Regions from separate parts of the Mus musculus genome. Here region 1 is linked to region 2. A link is a contact called in public HiChIP or PLAC-seq data. All regions are on one chromosome and are shown on one strand. Each heading gives the region's core, a stretch centred on a gene start, on an enhancer-like site or on the middle of the called end of the contact. The rest is flanking DNA. Distances are from core to core; before and after follow the strand shown.

The links. HiChIP or PLAC-seq counts read pairs in DNA pulled down with a chosen protein or histone mark.
Region 1: an HNF4G HiChIP or PLAC-seq map of pancreatic cancer cells shows a contact between it and region 2. The contact joins the promoter of Fnbp1l here to the enhancer-like site in region 2. A contact is called at or near these places in 1 of 39 promoter capture datasets (embryonic stem cells), 7 of 115 datasets of contacts at active chromatin or transcription factors (acute myeloid leukemia, embryonic stem cells, forebrain and 1 more) and 1 of 9 other capture datasets (embryonic stem cells).

Annotation. Positions count from the first base shown.
Region 1 is chr3:122,615,839-122,621,918 of GRCm38.p6, forward strand. It overlaps Fnbp1l (formin binding protein 1-like), which reads right to left and starts at 3,876. Exons shown (of 14, transcript NM_153118.3): 1 at 3,692-3,876. The coding sequence starts at 3,715.
Region 2 is chr3:122,360,641-122,366,889 of GRCm38.p6, forward strand. No RefSeq gene overlaps it. Among named protein-coding and RNA genes, the nearest start is that of Gm4610, 28 kb to the right of the region's middle. Within about 2 kb of position 4,886, at least 103 of the 459 cell types and tissues checked have an H3K27ac peak or open chromatin away from gene starts, as enhancers often do. A contact at or near this core is called in acute myeloid leukemia and pancreatic cancer cells, where this site is marked.

The DNA of each region.
Region 1 (6,080 bases), core at 2,626-5,125, 250 kb after region 2:
TGAAATACAGGCAGCTCTCAGTTTTACTTACTGAGGTAGGGTCTCTCGGGGCTGGCCAACTCGGCCTAGTCTAGCCAGCTATCTTCCTCAGGAAACTTGTGACCGCCTCCTGAGAACTAGGATGTCAAACAGCTGCCATACCCTTGCATGGGTTTTTCAGGATCAGGGCTCCAGTTCTCACACTTGAACAAGCAAGTTGCTTTATCCACTAAGCAATGTTCCCTGACACAGGTAGCAATATTTTAATAGGCCATATAAATGAGATGCATCTGACCTATTTCTGTCATTCATACATATATATGTATATATACACACACATATATACATACATGCTTATCAGTACAAATATTTTTTCTGTTGAACTTTAATTGACCTCTCAGAAAACTAAAATGATACCTCCTGACAAGTAAAACTTACTGACTAAATAAAGGAGTCCTCTGACTCCCTTAGCTATAAAAGGGAGCTGTTAATTACAAAATCTGTACTTGGGGGCTAGAGAGTCAGCTCAACAGTTAAAGAGCACTCACTGCTCTTACAGAGGATCCATGTTCAGTTCCCAGCACCCATAAAGCCAGCTCACTACCATCTGGGAACCCAGTTAGAGGATCTAGCACCTTCCAAGGGCACCCAGCACACACAGGGTGAATACACATACATGCAGGCAAAACACTCATTTACATAAAAATGAAAAACTTTTTAAAATCTATACTTTGTGAAATTACTGATTCATGTTTAGCCATGATCCTCTATATTCTCTATGATAATGAAGTCAACATAATAATCAATGGACAAGATATCATGCATTCTGGAAAAAAAAATACAAACTGTTGACTCTAGTCACTACCTCACTTAAATGCTCATTTAAAACTAGAAGTCCCTTAAAGCACAGCTCAGATACATTAGCAGTTAATCCATAAAGCCTTAAAGCTATACAACAAAAGCCTGACCTAATCCATTTAGCAAATTACTGGTAATTCTGAAACCCAGGGCCACAAATATAGAAGTTCTATGGAATACCTTTATTTCCAAATTTTAACACAAGTCTTTATAAGAAGCATTAAAACAAGTAAGCTCTGGTAGTGTACACCTGTATCCCCAGGAATTCAAGACCGGCCTGGGCTGTACTGTGAAACCCTGCCAAAGAATAAAGATTAAAATGGCCAAGGGGGTGGGAGGGCAGGGCTGAAATGATAGTTCAATAGTGCAGTTGATCAAGTGGCAAATATGAATCCACAATGGAGTGAGTAAATTCCCAGGAATAACCCGACCACTGAGGAGCCAGCAATGAGTAGGCTCGAGGCTCACCTAATCAGCAAGCTCAAAATGAAGGAGAGATCGGGTTACAAAAAAACCAAGGTGGATGACCCCTCACAACACCCAAGTCTGACCTCTGTCCCACACATGCAAGCATACACATAAAAGATAAAACAGCAAAAACCATCAGTTACAGCAAATTACTTAGGTTTGAGCACGTAATTATATATCACCAGTGTTTTGTGTAACAATGAATTTTCAATCATTAAACCCTTAGGATAGTAATGTGACCCTTAAGATAAAATAAAATGTGACAACTGTTTTCTAAATTTATATTTTGATGTGATTTTTCCAGACATCAAATTCCCAATAACAGACAGTATAGGTGCTTGTATTATATTGCAACCTAGGGGAAAACACAATCCTCGCTCAAAGCTGTAAAACAAAGACTAGAGGCACGGCTCAACAGCTAAGAACCTGTACTGCTTTTGCAGAGAACCTAAGTTCAAATCCCACCACCCACATCGACAACAACTCACAAGCACCTGTAACTCCAGCTTCAGAATCATGTCCTCTTCTGGCCTCCTTAGGCACCGATGCACATGCATGCACATGCATGCAGATTAATCCAATGGCTAAGAGCATTTGCTGCTTTTGCAAAGCACCTGAGTTTGGTTCCCAGCATTTGTGATGAGCCTCATAAGTGTCTGAGCTACAGCTCCAGGAGATCTGATGCCCTCTTCTGGCTTCTTTGCCAGATATACCCACAGTCAGTCACAAATAAATACATGAATTTAAAATTAAAAATAAGGGGCTAGAGATACGGCTTGCTGTCTAGTATGTGCGAGGTCCTGGGTTCAATCGCCAGGCACCAAAGAGATAAAAAATGTTGTAAATAGAAAATAAAACTATACCCATCTCCATTCACTGATGACACTGTAACCATCACAGAATGTACGTTTAAAAGGGAAAACCCTTAGTCCCAGCAACTGGAGAGAGTCAGGTGGATCTCTGAGTTTAAGGACAGCCTGGTCTATATTACGAGTTCCAGGCCAGCCATGTTTATAGTGAGACTGTCTCAAACAAACATAAAAGTAAATGGGAAAGGACCAATAATGCCTGAAATTCTAACTGATGTTACATGATTCGTTTACAAATGACGCTCACCATTATCAGAACAATCAAGTGGAGAGGCTCCTGAGGTATTTTGTCTTGATGGTTATGTTTGCAGACTGGGCAAACACTTCTGCAGAGTGCTACAGGACAGATTCCTGGGGCAGGGTTAAGTGGGTGACTAGATGAGCTTTTAAGTGTCACTTCTAAAATTCCCAATCTACAGCACGTGGAAAAGGAGAAAACATTCGGCCTCGCGACTAAACGATCTGTTTCGAATCCCAGTGAGCGTACATACTCGAAACTTGTCCCTCCTCTCCCGCTACAGAGATTCCCGGAGATTTTCGCAAACAAAGGCACGGAAAATATGCACAGGTGGGATAAAAAGGGGAGTGGCAGAGGCCAGGCGGCGCTCGCTCGAGACAGCGCCCCCACGCCGCCAATTTTCCCGGCCGCACCTGAGAAATCACTGCCATGCACACCTCCACCCTCAGGTGACGGCGTCCGGAGCGAATTCCTCGACCTATAACCCTCCGCCTGCACCTTGGTCGGACATTGGGTATTGTCTGCAGCCTCCAGCGCCCAGGAAAGGCACGGAAGAAAGAGAGAGAGAGAGAAAAAAGAGAGAGACAGACACACACACACATACACACACGAGAGAGAGAGAGAGAGAAAGAGAGAGAGAGAGAGAGAGAGAGAGAGAGAGAGAGAGGAGAGAGAATAAAGAACGAGAGGGAAATCAAGCGATCGGCAAGCCGCGCGCTCCTTTCGCCAAAATGAGCGTCCCTTCCTCGATCCCACTACCTAATTCGGGTCACAAAAGCAGACCCGCCAGCCCAGAGAGGCTGCAACCGGAGCTGGCCGGCGCGGAGTCGCGGGCGCCCTAGGTCCCGAGCAAGGAGGCAGCAAGAGAGGGAAATGGGCGTGTGGGTTGGGCCTGGCTGGCCCCAGGCCGGGCTGGGAACAAAGCCGCCCGGCTCCCCCTACCTGGAGCTGGGGCGTCGCCCAGGCGCGCGGCGCGGGGATCCGAGCGGCGCCCCTTCGGGACAATGGCTCCCTCCCCCGCCGTCGGGCGCGCGGTACAAAGGCGCGGCGCCCGGCCGGGCACCCGTCCGCAAAGTCAGGCAGAGGCTGGAGAGGGGACGGCAGCGGCCGTCCAGGGCTGCGGCCCGGGCCCCTCGGAGGGAGCCCCAGGCAGCCGCCCCGTCGCCTCCCCGCCCGCAGCCGAGCGGGCTCTCGCGGCACAAAGAGGCGCCGGAGTCCGCGGCGCGCCAAGCCCGGGGCTCCCGCCGACGGCGCGAGCCGCTCTGCTCCCCACACTCACCCACAGCTCGGTGCCCCAGCTCATGGCGGAACCTGAGGCGACTGGCGCCGGCCGGCTGCTCCCGCTGTCCTCTCTCGTCCCGACTTTCCCCTCCTCAGCGTCTGCCTCGAAAGCTGCCGCCACCACCACCGGGTTCCCCAGTGAGTGAGAGAGACACGACTGAAGCGAGCCGCCGCCGCGTCCCCGCCTCCCGGCAGCGGGGAGGGAGGGAGGGAAGGAGGGAGGGAGGGGGCCGGGGCCGAGGGGAGGCGGGACGGCGGGGAGGGGGCGGGCCGCGGTGCACCCTGGGATCGGGGCGGGCCCGCACTCGCGCGCGCGGGGGCCGGCGGGGGTCTCCTCCGAACAGCTCGCCCGGGGCGGGGATCCTCGGACCCTCGGCGGCGTCCGCTCCGGCCTCCGGGCTCAGCAAAAGCCGCACTCAGACTCCCGCTCCAAGATGGAGAGCCAGGGAGGACGCCCACGGTCCCTGCCTTGCTCGGAGACCCCCCCCCTCAAAGGAGGCGACCCCACACGTCAGCGTTCTTTGCGGAGCCCTGACAAAGAAACCACGTCCAGACGTTGGAGCAGAGGGGTGTGTGCGTGTGTTTAGTTAAAAAAAATCTGCCTTCGTAAGGTAACTTCTCCGTCCAGGCTTGGCGCTTCAGCCTGGGATCCCCGGGAACCACAGACCTGTAGAGGTCAAACGTCCAATGTGAATGCAACGTGTCACACGACGTGTCTGGTTTTTGTTTTTGTTTTTAATAAAGCATTTTGATTTTATTGTAAGTTCTTTCGGGAAACCTTTTTTTCTTTTTTTTAAGAGGCAAGCGATCCCGTAATCTTTTGGGGACGTTGCCATGGTAAAAGATAAGACTTGGTGGAAAGCGAACCCGACTGACACCTGCAGGAGGTGAGACGCTGCTGAGCTTGCCTGAATTCTAGGCTCGTGGCTACCTCCAGGGACCGGTCTCTCCCTCCTCACAGCCCTTCAACAACCTGTTCAGAGCCTGAGGCGTCTCTTGCCTCCGATAGGAATCTTGGCTGCAGACGACCTCTTGCTTTTAGCTGTGCTGAGTTATTTCCCAGCCTGCCTCCACTGGCAGTCAGCAAGTTTGGCTGGTGCTACTAGATACCGCGTACAGTCTGCTCACTAACTCCCCAGCATATGCTTTAGTATTAATTGCTTGTCGCTTAAAACACACACATTTTCACTCTAGAACCAGTAGAGTACTCTTCAGTGAGTCATGACAACTGAATGCTTCAAGGTCCCCCCACCAACGGACGTCTTATCAGCCTTGAAACTCCTCCCTACGGGACCGGGACCGGGACCAACACAGGTGTTCCAGCTTCTTCCGCCCCAGCCTTCCTGTTTACCTAGTTCTGCTCCCCATTGAAGTCCAGGCAAATAGCCAGAGCTCTCCAGGCAGTCTAACCACCACTCACCAAATTCTTTGCTATCCTTTTCTGAGGTAGGCTGAGCAAATGAATACTCTCTTCTAATTAGGTTAAGGCCGGTCTTTTTTTTTTTTTTTTTTTTTTTTAATGTTCTTTGAAAGTCGCTGAAGCCAAGTGTGATGACGCACACCTGTAATTTTAGTGCTCCGGAGGGGAGAGGCGTAACTACAGGAGTCAGAGGCTAGCCTGGGTTACAGAGTGTGCAGTGGTTGGAGGGTGGGGGTGGGGTGTTGGTAAGAGAGAATATCTTCCTAAGAAATAACTTCTTTCCACCATTTTTCTGGATTTCTCTATTTCAAAAAGGCCTGTCTCTGTCAAAGTATGTCTTCTAACAGTCACCTCTCCGGTCTCACTCTCACTCTCTAGATAGTATGAAGTTACTGTAGCAATGTCTCCTTTAGAGCTATTCCAGTTCTAAGATGTAACTTACCTACGCTCTGCCGTGGAAGCTAAGAAAGACCTAAGGACCATAATTCAAACCAAAATTACACCTCTAAGAGGCAGAGAGCAGGTGAATCTCTGAGTTCAAGACAACCTGGTCTACATGTGGAGTTCCAGGATAGCCAGGGCTACATAGACCGTGTCTCAAAAAAAAAAGTAAAATAAGCTATTAGTCATATTAACACTATACTATCAACATAATTCCCCAATAAAGCATAAAGTTTTGTCTTCAAGCTGAGCCATTTTCCTTTCCCTAAAACTTCTGAATAGGACTTCACAATTTAAACAACTCACTGCCTTAAAAGTAAAAGCAGATTTTGAGCTGAGGTTATGGGTAAAGCACTTGCCCAGCGTGGATGAGACCTTGCTTAGAGTTCAATTTTCAGGTCTGGAAAAAACAACGACAAAAAACACAGAACCCTAGATTTGAATTAACTAAAACCCAAGCAGCTGGCTACACCTGTGCTACACAGTGTAATTTTTAAAAATTACATCATCAGTTTTAACTACTGTA
Region 2 (6,249 bases), core at 3,636-6,135:
CACTTTCATCATCTTTCTATTGATAAAACAACCCAGGCACAGAAAGGCTAAGTAACACCCTCATAGTCACGGAGTTAACAGGTGTCAGAGTCATGCTTCAAATCCATGTGTTCTGACCCAAGCACTACAGAGCGAAGACAGGCAGGCGTTGAGCCAAGCAGACTTGTGCTCCTCTGTAGTTATCCAGCTAGCCAGAGGCAGAGGATGTGGAAGTCAGCAGGCACACGGCTGGAAACACAGCTGGAAACACAGCCAGTACTCCGGGGGTAATTCCTGACTTCCTATTAGAAACAAACAAAAAAACCAGGCTGTGCTGATTTTCCCATTGGCTTCTTGGCTGTGACAGCTGGTCCCTCCTGCCTATGGCCTAAGATAGCAAAGATGTTAGGCTAGGCCACTGGACCAGAACAAAAAGGGTGGGAAAGGCTGCCCTCTTCCTGACCTCCGCTCTGCTTAGCCACCAGTCCTGTGGAAATCCAATCAAGGGCTTGGGGGCTGGAAGAGGATAGGCCCAGAGTGTAGGGGGAGGGGAGGGTTGAGCAAAAAGACAAAGGTAAGAAAATAACGCTGAGCGGGAAGATCAGATCAGCCCAGGGACACCTTCTGATTGGGGTCCCCTGAACCTTGATGGGAACCGCAGGTCTCCCCTACAGCCCATTAACAAGCTCAGACTTGAGCGAGGATCACCCACAATAGGCTGGTGGAGAGGTGGGTGAGGGAGACACTGTTCCCTATGGGATTAAACTGGATGGCCCAGTTTGTGGCTAGAAGGTTCCATCACCACAATAGGCCCCTAAGCTTTGTGCTGATTATACCTGTCTGGGCAAAAGGGCATCTCTTTGGACATGGTGACTGTCCTGGCCTAGTGTGCCTCATTTGTGACTCTGCCAGCATGTGGTAGTGGGATGATACCTTCCGGGGTGACCTGACTTCTCCAATGGCAGCACTTCCTAGTGTTACCTCTCATGTCTCTGTCACAAAGGCTCTTGAGGCTGGCATTGTACTGTGCTACACTCACACTTTAGACACATCCTATGCCCTCAGGACAGGGCCAAGGACAGGGTTTATAGAACTAGGTGTCCAGTCGCTAGGCCCCTGGTTCAGAAGTTATTAGGAGCTGCAAGGTGGCAACAGTATAGCATTAAACCAGTTGTAGGGTCCTTCTGAGCTCAGGGGCTTATGCTTGATGCAGCTTATCACACACCGATGGAGCCAGCTCTGCCATGGGCTCAGAGAGGCTCATGTTCCATAGGCAAGGTTAACCGGGTCAGAGAAATTACACAGTGTACCTCTTAAGTCATTTATATCTTTGAATATTAAAATATTGCATCATGAGATCCAACTATCAAGATTTTAGCAAGTCATTACAGGGTTTATAAAACTCCAGAGAACCTTAACTCCGGGCGATCAGAACATGTAGGTGTGTATGTATTAACTCAGCGGTTTGTGCTTGCTTCTAAGCGTACCCCTAACTTCTCCCCTTCCCTGGGTGCAGGTGATTTCATCTCACAACCGCACTAAGGCCGAATGTACCCTTCTAACTGGAGCGAAGATCACTTGAGCTTGGCATGAAGCCAGGCTACCCAGAGACGACAATTTCTAGGGGAGTCCATGTTTATAGCCCAGTGGTACAGCTAGAGACTCAGAGACCAGAAACAAGAAGACTAGTTCATGCAAATAGAGGAGGAAGAGTGTGCAATAGTGTTCAAGGTTGGACAAGGAGGGTGGAGGTAGGACCTGGTCCAAGCCCACCCTTTCAAGAAAAGCATGCCTTCAGAAAAACCAAAGCTCTGACACACACACACACACACACACACACACACACACACACACGCACGCGCACGCGCACGCGCACACGCACATGCACACGCACACACACACCTTCTCTAGAGGCTCTGCTTTCTGACTTGGCTCCCAAGTTAAGCTTCCTTGATCTGAAGGATCCTAAGGTCATCAGACTTAGCAAACAAAGACACAGGATATGAGTCAAATTCAAATTTCAGTTCAACAATGAATTATGTTTTAGTATAAATATGACCTTTTCAATAGTTACTTCGAATAGGAATTCTCTGTTGTCTTAAGTTTCAACTTGACCAGAAAGTCTGCATCTAGTCTGCCACCTTGGGTGGCTACTCTCCCTCTACCTCTCCCAACCTGGGACCAGGACTGGCTCTTCACAGCTGCACATAACTCCAGACTCCAGCAGAGCTCACCAGGCTGTTTGCACTTAGCTGCTGATCTACCCTGCCCAGCCCAACCCTGCAGAGGTACACTTCACTGGCACCGTTGGAGAAGCTGCTAACCACTGTGAGAGATCTGGTGCCTGGCAGCCTCATCTCTGACCCGAGGCCAGCTCTGCTTAGCCCCAGTGCATTCCTTCCTGGCTCAGCTCATCCTTGGTGCTGGTACCAGCAGGGGGAGGAGGAGGAGGAGGAGGAGGAGGAGGAGGAGGAGGAGGAGGAGGAGGAGGAGGAGGAGGAGGCTGAGCTCAAGCCCAAGTTTCACTCCGTTGGCAGCCTGCAGGCCTACAGGGTGGGCTCTTGGTGGGTTAAGGTTGTGATTATGGCTTGGGGATGCCTGTTAGATAAGTTTTTCTGTATTTCAGTTCTTAATTTCCATGTTTGGAAATGAGCAGATTTCCTTAAAGGATATCATTCAGTCTGCTTACTACTCTAAGGTCATCCATCTTGTCCCTACTTTGAAGTCAAGGAAACTAAGATGCTACAGTCTTATCATAGGTGGGTGCCAAAGTTTAAACTAAATTCCAGTCTTTTTAATTCAAATATATGCCCTATACTCTGTACAGCCACATCACTGACCTCACACTCTAAGCTTCCGAGTGGTCACTGCTCACACTTTACTTTCTACCCAGTCTGATGTCTTCCGAATTTTGCCACTTGATAAAACTGCCTTAATTTTCTTGAGCTTCCTCAGAAAAATTAACACAAACTCGATGAGTTAACGCAACAGAAATTTATTGTGGTAGTCTGATGTTGTTGCCCAATGCTGACTGGAATACCTGATGCTGGGTAACCTTATAAAGAAAACAAGTGTTGTTTACCTTACAGTTTTGGAGGCTCAAAAACCATGTAACCCCCATTGGTTTGGTCTCTGGTGCAGACCCAAGGATTGATGCTATCATAATAGAATACCTGTGTCAGCAAGACATAGCATGACTAGACAGGGAGCCCCACGGAGACCTTGGCCAGGTTCCACTATTATAACAGCTTGCCCTTGTGAGAACTCACTCTAGGAGAACAGCGTCTCCAGGGACCTAGCAGCCTACCACAAAGCTGTTCTTCTTCAAGGGTCCTATCACCCCATGAACATCTGGAGGGCAAATCACATCAAATACATCTGGTCTCACACCTCAAGAGCCAGAAAAGCTCGAAAGTGTCAAGCTATGAGCAAGGCTGACTCCTGGAGTCTCTGAGGGAAGATGCTCTCAGTCTCTGCTTGCTCCTGGAAGGAGGCACCATGTGGCCCTCCAAGGCGTGTGACCGAATTGCCCAACTTGCCCCATCATCTTTGATTTTTTTTAAATATAATATTTTAATTTTAATTAAAAATATTGTCATATGATATGTTTTGAAGATGTTTTTCCCTCCCCCAACTCCTCACGGGTCCTCCCACCTCCCTACCCAAGCAGCTTTATGTTCTTTTTCTTTTAAAAAATAAGACACACACAAAAAAGGAGGTAAAACAGACAGACAGACAGACAGACAGACACACACACACACACACCACAGACACAGACACAAAACCAAAACAACCCCCAACCACAATTTAAAAAAGAAAAAAGCAAAACAAAACCTCAAAACTTCACTGGTATATCAATCACACTTCAGGTCAGGCCCCATGCCCAAGAGTTGTTGGGCGACACAAAGGACCCCAGTGGCATTTTTGTGGACTTTTTGTTTTATTCTGCTTTATTTTGGCACATGACTCCTTTTCTATACATCTCTCAGTGTCTGCTTCCATCCACATTTCCTTGTCTCTGCCACAAAGACACTATTAAGCTTGCCCTAATGCACTGTGACCTCATGTTAACATCCGCACAAGCCCGTGGCCACAGAAGCCTGCATTCTCAAGTTCTAGACAGACGTGAATTCCTAAGCAGTGTATGTGTGTGTGTGTGTGTGTGTGTGTGTGTGTGTGTGTGTGTGTGTAGGGGGAAGCACACACTGCTTAGCCTAGTATACTGGTATTTCCCTGGTTGAGACTCTCACCAGCACTGGACAGCACAGAAAACTCTGTATTGAGCATCTGTGTTAAGGCTTTGCCCTCTCCAGTCCATTGCTTTCTGGAAAATAAATTCACCTGTAGCTCTGTCTCCCTGACTTCAAAATACTAATGTGTCTATATAGCTGACAGCAGCGGCTCTCAGTCTTAAGTGTGTAAAAGGGTCAAGAGGAGAGGGTCTCAACCTTCGAGTCACAACCCCCCAAGGAAGGGTTGAACAATCCTTTCAAGGGATTAGCAGATATCCTGCATGCCAGCTGTTTACATTACAATTCACAGCAGTAGCAAAATTACAGTTATGAAGTAGCAACAAAATATTTTATGGTTGGGGTCACCACAACGTGAGGAATTGTGTTAAATGTCACAGCATTAGGAAGGCTGGGAACCACTGGCCTACAGAGAAGCCTTTTAGAATCCAAACTTTCTGATTTATGGACGAAGGGAAAAGGTCAGGAATTTGCATTCTGACCAGTTCCAGAAGATTCTGTAGAAAAAAAGATTCAGACTGTATCATGGCATATAAGAATCCTTGGTCTGATCCAGTTTCTATTTTTAGTTGTATCATCCAGCGCTCCAGCCTCAGCCATGAAGCCTGAGTGCAGCCAGCAGGGCTCCTCCCCTTTCTCTCCCTCCTCTCACCTCTCACACAACAGGGATCGTGGTGAAGTGGTTTGGATTCGCAGCCTGTCTGGACAATTACTCAACTGCCTGTGTCTCTGCTTTGTCAGCCATAAAGTTGAGTAACCTTCCTTCTATAAGCCTGCTGTGAGCAGAATCCCTAACTGTGGTGGTCTGGGAGCTGAAATCCCTAACTGTGAAGGGCCTGGAGCTGAAATCCCTAACTGTGAAGGGCTCGGAGCTGAAATCCCTAACTGTGAAGGGCTCAGAGCTGAGTAAGCACACAGAAAACCCTGGGTCCATTAACTACCATCTCCTTGTCCGCCCTCCAGTCACCATTGCTGAATATTTTTATTTGTGCTAGCATAGTGCACAAGCTAATCCCACCATTTCCCTGCATATATGTGGGTTCCTTTTTATGTGGTTTAGGGAAATATTTGGCTTTTTTTTTTAAGTAAGTAGTTTGGTGTCTTAATTATGTTTTTGTTGTTGCTGTTGTTGTTGTTGAAAATACACTTTTTTCTCACATAATGTATCCTGATTACGGTTTCTCCTCCCTCTACTCCCGTCAGTTCCTCCCCACCTCTCTGCCCATCCAGATCCAACCATTTTTGTCTCTCAGTAGAAAACAAACAGGTTAATAAGGGAAAATAATGAAATATAATAAGATAAAACTATCACATAATAAAACAAAAAAATACAGACATAGAGACCCACTCTTATCCTCTCTCTATCATCCTCCCATAGGGTTCCCTAGCCCTGAGAGGAGGGATTTGATGGGGACATCCTGTTTAGGCTTAGAGTTCCAAGGTCTCTCACTCTCTGAGTATTGCCTGGCTATGGATCTCTGCATTTGTCCCCATCTGCTGCAGGAGGCTGAGCAAGACACTGATCTATGAGTATAGCAGGATGTCATTAGGAGTCATTCTTTATTTTTATGTTTATTGCTATATTCTTCAGTAGAACAGTAGTGTTTGGTTTTACTCTAGGTTCCTGGGCTACCTAGTCTCAGGTTCCTTGCCACCCAAACAGAGTCAGATATGGAATCTACCTCTTGGAGTGGGTTGAGTCAACTCAAAGCCTGGCTGGTTACTCTCTGAAGCTTTGTGTCACGATAGCATTAACATATCTTGTAGGCAGGACACCATTGTAGATCTAAGGGCCTATGGCTAGGTTGGTGTTTACGTTTCTTCATTGGTAGTTTGCAGAGTTGCTGTCCTGTAACAAAGATGCTAGCACATAGGGTTGAAAGCTCTATGTAGACACCACCTCTCTCTTCATGTTCAATGAGGAGTATAGGTGTTGTCTTCAGCAATGGGGCCATCCCATCAGTTTATGGATAGCAACCCATAGTCTGATGGTCTGGAGTGTTTAGGTTTTCCCATGGGA